Linked DNA regions of Acanthopagrus latus: region 2 is linked to region 1. The links are chromatin contacts, called in public Hi-C maps. All regions are on one chromosome and are shown on one strand. The core of a region is the stretch at or near the end of the contact, and the rest is flanking DNA. Distances in the headings are between cores, read along the strand shown.

Region 1 (3,665 bases), core at 341-2,840:
CTTGGATGAAGCGAGGAAGGAGTCTGGCTTTCTCAATCCTGTCTGCGATGTGGAAGAGCTCCAAGATGGAGAGCAGCTGGCACAGACTCATCACAAAGCCGACGGAGTAAAATGTGTCCGCTAAGGCATCTGCAAAGTGAAAAATCATACTTAATCACGCGAACTTGTGCCGACTGGTAGAGACTTATCGTGGTCCTGTCCTTCTGAGCTAAAATCAATCATGATTTAAAGGAACAGTTCAACCTAAAATGAAAATCATCTCCTCTCCGCATGCTGAAGGAAAGTCGGTAGGGGGGAGTTTCGCAGTCCACAAAACATTTCCGGAGCTTTACAGCAAAACAACGTTGCAGCATCCTCTTAAACGACTGAAGTGGCTGGGGACTTTATTTAAAATGGAAAAAACAACTATTTGGCTCCACATGCTGTAATCCAAGTCTCCGGACAGACCACGACAATGACAAAATGTTCTTTTTAGGGTGAAGTGTTCCTTAAAATGGGCCTCTCATACCGAGCTTAAAAAGCTTCTAGTGTTGTACATATGCATCCTTGTGTCTTCTGCTGGTGCTGAATGTTCTGTGTTGGCAAATCTTACCTCGACCAAATGTGAGGAACCTGGCTATGCTGTTGGCCAGTATCCACGTGTGTCCACAGAACTGGAACAGGTTGTAAGAGAAAATATAGGCGAGCCTGAAGCTGAGCCTGTAAGAGAAAAAAAAAAAAAAAAAAAGGTTTCATTTTTGGTTTCAGGTTTACAGGCTTTAATGTTCAAAAAACACAATTGTTTTCTCATCCTGTCCAGTGCTGCAGCTCTGTATTCACCCTCTATCTTAGCTCCTGCCTCTTGAAGACCTGCCCAGTCTGCTCTGATTGGTCAGCTCGCACATGCCTGAACCAGCGGCGCTAACAACACCGGAGCAGCTGTGCCAAATCCATTCTTACACACCAAACGACAAGGCGTCGTTAAAGTTTAATTAGCAAGAAATTTACAATGTATAAAAAAGGTTATGGTAAAGATTTCCTGAATCTTTCCTAACACAGAGGAAAATAACCCGTCATTGCACACGGCATCAGCACAGATAGAAGAATGGAATGGCTGACTGCAGACAGAAAAATCCTCCCCAGGTAGTTTTAAACTCTTTGCATATGATCTGTGGGCTCATGCTGGATATAAAACCTTCAAAATAAGAACTAATCCCTGTTTACAGGAGTTAATCTTAGAGAGTTGACAGTAAAAGAAGCTCTGTCTGTGATCAGCCTGACATTCCTCAACACACCCTGCAGATACAGAACATTCCTCCCACCGCGAGAACACCGCTGTCCGATTCCCACAACACTCACTCACATTCTCCCCATGAAGTCTCCTTCTGGTCCTTGTGTTGCAGGTACAAAAAAAATGAGCTGCTCATAATCCCTGTCTGACTTTGAGGAGAATCATTATTCTCCAGGTGCAGTTTGTGGCTCCTTGAAGCAGTTTTTCTCCCAGTAAACTGGAAAAAAAAAACAAAAAAAAACCCCGCCTCTTACTTCATCGTCCTTCACAAGCGGAGGCAGAGAAAAATGAAGCAATATGAGGGTTTCCTTCTGCTTCCTCAAGCTGATTCTTACCATTCTTACTGTGAGTGTGACGTCAGATAGTCCCAGCCCCCTGAAGGAAAAAGTGAAAAACTATAGACGCAGACTCAGGAGAGAGAGGAGCAGCAGGAGAACAATGAGCCACACACACACACACACACACACACACACACACACACACACACACACACACACACACACACACACACACACACACACACACACACACACACACACACACACAAGCTATAAGCTATAACACTGACACTAACACTCACAAAACAGCTTTGAAATCTTATTAACATTAAAATCAGGACAACAACAAGCTTGTTTATTCTAAAAAAAAAAAAATGATGATATTCTACATTTTGTCATCAAATCCCATGAAAATAGCAAAGCAACAACACTGGGACTATTTTCAGCAGCGGGTTAAGATTTATTTGGTGTTTATTGCCAGAACAAAACACTGGCAATGAACATTACAATAAATCATGGATATTTTAAACTTTACATTTCCTGATGTTTCAAGTTTTCTTTCGGTCGAATTTACTGATTTTTTTCTAACAGAGTGCTTATGCTCCAGTTAGGGTTCACCCATAAAAACCACCTGGTTCTGAAAACATTGTGTCTGACATAAAATATGCATTTTAGCAGCAACAAAAACGGCTGGAGATACCCGAGGTCTCTTTAAAAATGTACAGTGGCATCACACTTATAATGTTGAAACGGGTTTGGACAACAGTAGATCTATGTGGAACAGAGGATGAAGCTAAGCAGGTGCTGATACACAAAGTGCTTGTTGATAAGATCAGCTCATTGTTGGTTTGACTCTGTGCATTTGAAGAAAATTGTAAAATTATCAAATAATGTAGTAGAGTCAAAGGTATGACATTTACCTAAATGGAGTGGAAGTGTTAAAGGAGCAGAAATTGGAAATACAAGTATCTCAAAATTGCTCTGGAGTAAATCTACTCAGTTACATTCCACCACTGCAGATGTTGCTCTCCATAAAATGGTATGCACTGCTCTCTAGTGGTGGAAATAATGAATTCCCTCTGCAGATAACACATTCAGCATAAACATCCAGACTGAATGAGACACACAACAGCGCAGAAGCAGTTCAGTTAGAATACAGCATGATTTTAGTGACGCTCATAAAACTCAGTGAGGAGTTTGTAAACTGTTGCTCCAGACTTTCTTCCTACTTTCTTCTTTTTTCTTGTGCGAATGTGCTGCTGCAGCACTGTGGTAACTCCAGGAAGCTGCACCTGACTGTGGTTCCCCAACAAGCATTCCAGCATTTACCTCCCTCTGAAACCACAAACTGTCATTTTGACATTCCAGTTTGCGTGTTCGCTTGGCTTACTAGGTCCTTTAAAGGGGCTCTATGTTACAATTCATCAGGAATCTACATTTATGAATCAGTTTTTTTTTTTTTTTTTTTATTGGCCGTATTTTATTTGCCTATAGAAGAATGTGGATCATGTGTTAGTAGTTTAAAGGTGCTGGACTGTGGAATTCTCTGTAAAGGACTCAGGTCAGATTTCCTACAACAGTCCAAAGGATGTGACGTTATGCTGGTTCCCATTGAATCGACATGGGCTCTAGGATTTGGACACCCTCATTATACTCAAATCTTGTATTTCCTCCCTGCTCAGTGGGAGACTGCAAGTAATTCCAGCCTGTATTTAGAGAGATAGAGAGGTGGACACATAATTAGACCTTTAGAGTGAAGTTCAGACTCAAGAGCACATGATGGATATGAACATTTAATCTTTTAATATCTCTGCTGCCCCCTCGCTGTGCTGATGAAAGGCCAGTGACAGATGGAAAACAGATTAGTGTGGTTCTAAGGTCTCTGACCTGAGATAGTTGTTCACACTATCATATCCTCTCTGAAATTACAGCTCATTTTCTGTATCAGGTGCTGCACTGCACTCAAGAACCCCACGACAGAGTTAATGCTGTTGGTCACGGCCTTTCTGCCACTGCTGTGGAGTCCATTTTTTGGTCCATGATAACAAGTCAGAGTGTTTAAGGCAGAGAGAATCCAGCTGGTGAACGTAAAATACTAGGCCAAGATCCACAGGCCC
Region 2 (3,665 bases), core at 606-3,105, 130 kb before region 1:
CAGTCCTAAAGGACGACAATGACAGGACAGATCTTCATTTTATCCAAGTTGGATGTTATCTCAAAATAGTCACCTCCTGACCCTGTCTTCTACCCTCAGGTCCCTCAGGTCAGCTGAGGCTCCTGGCTGCTCCGTTGTCTAAACTTAACCTCACGCCTTTAGTGTATCAGCCCCTAGACTGTGGAACAGCATTCCAGATCTCCCTGATGCTTTGACTCTTTTAAGTGACTCTTCCAGATGTGATGAAGAGATGAAGCTCTGGCGAAAGTTCAGACAGGGGGGCTCCTCTTTACTCAGTCTTTAGTTTATTTCTCTTAACATCCCTTCATTCACTCATGCTCACTCACAATTGTCTGTCATCATTTGGGTGCTATCAGTCGATATCGGCCGCTCCCATCAGCAGGACACATCCATCCTCTAGCACAGCGACACACCTTCACTGTTAGGCTATCATCTTGCCACTGCCTCTTTAAATACGATTATCTTCTGCTTCTAGTCCAGTTCTGCTTAAAAAGTTCACACCAAAGCACTACAGCCACTTCTTTGCTCCGTTGATCTCATATAACATCAGTCCTCCATTAAAAGCTGACATTCAAATGTTAGATCAAATGATGGCTCAAATAGTGGGGTCCCTGGTAGGCTGGAAAACAAAGACCAGGCATTTCGCATGTACCAAAATCAGCATAATTAGATTTCCATTCATTCACTGATGAAAAAAGAATAATATAAACAAAACAATCCAGTTGTAGTGGAAGCAATAGATGAAGAAAGTGCAGAGTTTCTATTAAAGGAGCATTCCAACTGTAAACTACACAGCTCTTTGCAACGTTGGAGTTTATCAGGGGCCCCCCAAAGGGTCAGAGGAAGTGATAGTCCAGCCCTGCAGCTCTGGAAATAAGAATAGATTGTTTGGCTTTACAACAAGAGGATCATTGTTCATCTGACTTTTTTATTCAGGTGCAAAATTGCAAAGACTGGTCATGGGCACACCGATAAGGGGCCTTTATTGTAAACACTACAGACTCTTTATATTAAATCCTACACGCTGCATCTTTAATTAAACCAGATTTGTGACAGTGTCTGAATCTACAACTTGACATGACATCTGCCTCTTTAACTTGTATAGTATAGTTAGTACAGTGAAGTGGGCAGGAGTTGATGGCTGTTCTGGGAATGCATTAAAATCATAAGCACTTACTGCCCTCATGTGGCCATGTATGAAACTACATCACGAGAATAACCTGTTACTGTAAACCACATTGTGACAGCAACAAATTATGATGTTACGTTTTCACTAAAACACATGTTTGTCAAATGCATTGCAAAGAATGTTGATTTTAATTATATATATATATATAAAGATAGCTACTTTTGCAAAAGAGTTAGCCTACTGCTGCTGATTTTGCGGAGTTGTTGCTTTCCTCTTGTGTAGCTTTTTTAGATTGTATTTTCATTATTGGACAGAATGTTGTGTATGAAATGGACCATATGTTCAGGGGCGACTGTCATGAATATTATATCAGTGAGCGTTTTTCCTGTTCATACAACGATAAAGTTTGTCCGAACAAATTTTGCCTTGACTCGATGAGGCAAGTTGATATATGATGTCAGACTCAGTGTATTTTCTTTGGTCTCAAGACTGACTAGACAACCTCTGAAAGAAAAATGTTTTCTGTATTAATACTAACTTGTTCCCTTGAAAATGAAACACACAATGGGAATAGACTGCCTAAATCTTAGAACTACATTACCCATCATTACTTTGGAAATGTACCATCTTTCCCGCAAAGTGAGGTGTGTTCTTGTTCATTGGCTGAACGCCGCGGCAGGAAACGCATAGCGAAATATGATTGGCTGGTTGTCTCCCTTTAGTTACCCGGATAAAGATTGGCTTTATATAAGGTACTATCGGAGGCGGGGGGTTGTAGTTCAAACCAACAATCGGTTGTCGATAAGAAAAACCTAGATATTGTGCCACAGCGGCAGAAATTATTTGTACATTTTAAATATGGTAAGTATTTTAAGTCGTCTTTGCGACCTATCTGAACGATAAGCTGTCTTTGCTGGTGGTTTTCTGGCAATAAATGTTCAATAGCCGCCGGTTCATTTCGGTGGATAGCTAACTGGTAGCCGCTAGCGTTAGCTGTTGTAGTAGCTTAGCGGGCTAGCTGAGTTGCCGTTATTGGTTGCATTAAGGAAGCAATAGTGTGGCCACAGACTGCTAAGAGGGCGGTAAAACTGGCCACTCGTAGTCACTGTTACCTCACAGGAATACTGGATTTTGTGGCTGTAAACTGAACATTTTCCGCGTTTTTCCAGGCTGGTGGTAAGGCAGGTAAAGACTCCGGGAAGACCAAGACGAAAGCTATTTCGCGCTCGCAGAGAGCCGGACTGCAGGTTTGTCCACTGAAACTCATTCATTTCCTCGACCGTGCTAACACAAGCTAACGTTGACAATCAGACGTCGCAGAGGTTACCCAGCTGGTGGCTGTCTCTCACTGTCAGGCCACTGAGCCATTTATTTGTCTGCGCTAAAACCCGTCGTGTTTTATTGCTGCAGTTCCCAGTGGGTCGTATTCACAGACACCTTAAGTCCAGAACCACCAGCCACGGCAGAGTGGGAGCCACTGCAGCGGTGTACAGCGCGGCTATTCTTGAATACCTCACGGCCGAGGTAACGTCCTTCTATCTTGCACCTCATCCACACATCGGCCCTGCAGAGCTGCTGTCACCTCGGTCTGTAACTATCTAAAGCTGGGCTTTTTTTTTTCGCAGGTTCTGGAGCTGGCAGGAAACGCATCAAAGGATCTTAAAGTGAAACGTATTACTCCACGCCACTTGCAGCTGGCCATTAGAGGAGATGAAGAGCTGGATTCACTTATCAAAGCCACTATTGCTGGAGGAGGTAAGGGAACACTTTTCACCCTTTTAGCATTTTAGAAGTGAGTGTTGTTGTTGTTTGGCCTTGATCTTTGATCAGCTTGACATTTTAAATGGACTTTTTTCCCTAATCAATTAACACAATGTTTTTTTGTTAATAGAAAAAGAGGAATGGTGGGAAATTCCCTTTCCATTCCAGATAATTTAATTTTACATCAAATCATTCAACTTGTGTGTCTGCTCGACTTCGAGGCCATTAATGGCTCAACCATTGTTATGTTTTGTTTTTTCCCAGGTGTGATCCCGCACATCCACAAGTCTCTGATTGGAAAGAAGGGCCAGCAGAAGACTGTATAACCTGAAGTGCTCTGGAAGTCTGCATCATGTGGTTAAATGTCTTAGATTAGAACACCTTTGTATTGAGCTTGCAGTTACTCACCTGGGGTATTTTTTAAAAGTGGCTTCAGAGAAGCTCATTTCTTGTGTTTTTCCTTATTTTTCTGGTGCTGCGGTTTTTGTGTTGAAACTTGCTTTTGTGGCGTTCCCATGTTCAAAGTGGTGTTTTAATAAAGCTCTCAATGGGCATTTGCAGTTTCTTCTTTCAGTTCTTGCTTCATCATGGGCTTGTTTCTGTTCCGCACTAGATATCCAGTTTCTCCGGTGTAGGTGATGCAACTGTGATTTGGATTTTGTTGTCACTAAAAAGCCAAGGACAGCCACAGTCTGCATGTGGAAAGAGTTGTGGCATGCTTAAAAGCAGCTTCAGTAAGCCATCAGTTTCAGTC

The links. A called contact is a pair of places that touch in the nucleus more often than the background predicts.
Region 2: a contact with region 1 is called in a Hi-C map of muscle, with 5 times the contacts expected there. The contact joins the promoter of LOC119027796 here to the promoter of hacd4 in region 1. A contact is called at or near these places in 2 of 4 Hi-C or Micro-C datasets (liver and muscle).

Annotation. Positions count from the first base shown.
Region 1 is chr10:12,212,283-12,215,947 of fAcaLat1.1, reverse strand. It overlaps hacd4 (very-long-chain (3R)-3-hydroxyacyl-CoA dehydratase 4), which reads right to left and starts at 1,590. Exons shown (of 7, transcript XM_037112403.1): 1 at 1,339-1,590; 2 at 593-699; 3 at 2-129. The coding sequence starts at 1,406.
Region 2 is chr10:12,343,051-12,346,715 of fAcaLat1.1, reverse strand. LOC119027796 (histone H2A.Z) reads left to right here and starts at 1,855. Exons shown (of 5, transcript XM_037113247.1): 1 at 1,855-2,011; 2 at 2,320-2,397; 3 at 2,561-2,674; 4 at 2,776-2,905; 5 at 3,176-3,484. The coding sequence starts at 2,009. The coding sequence ends at 3,237.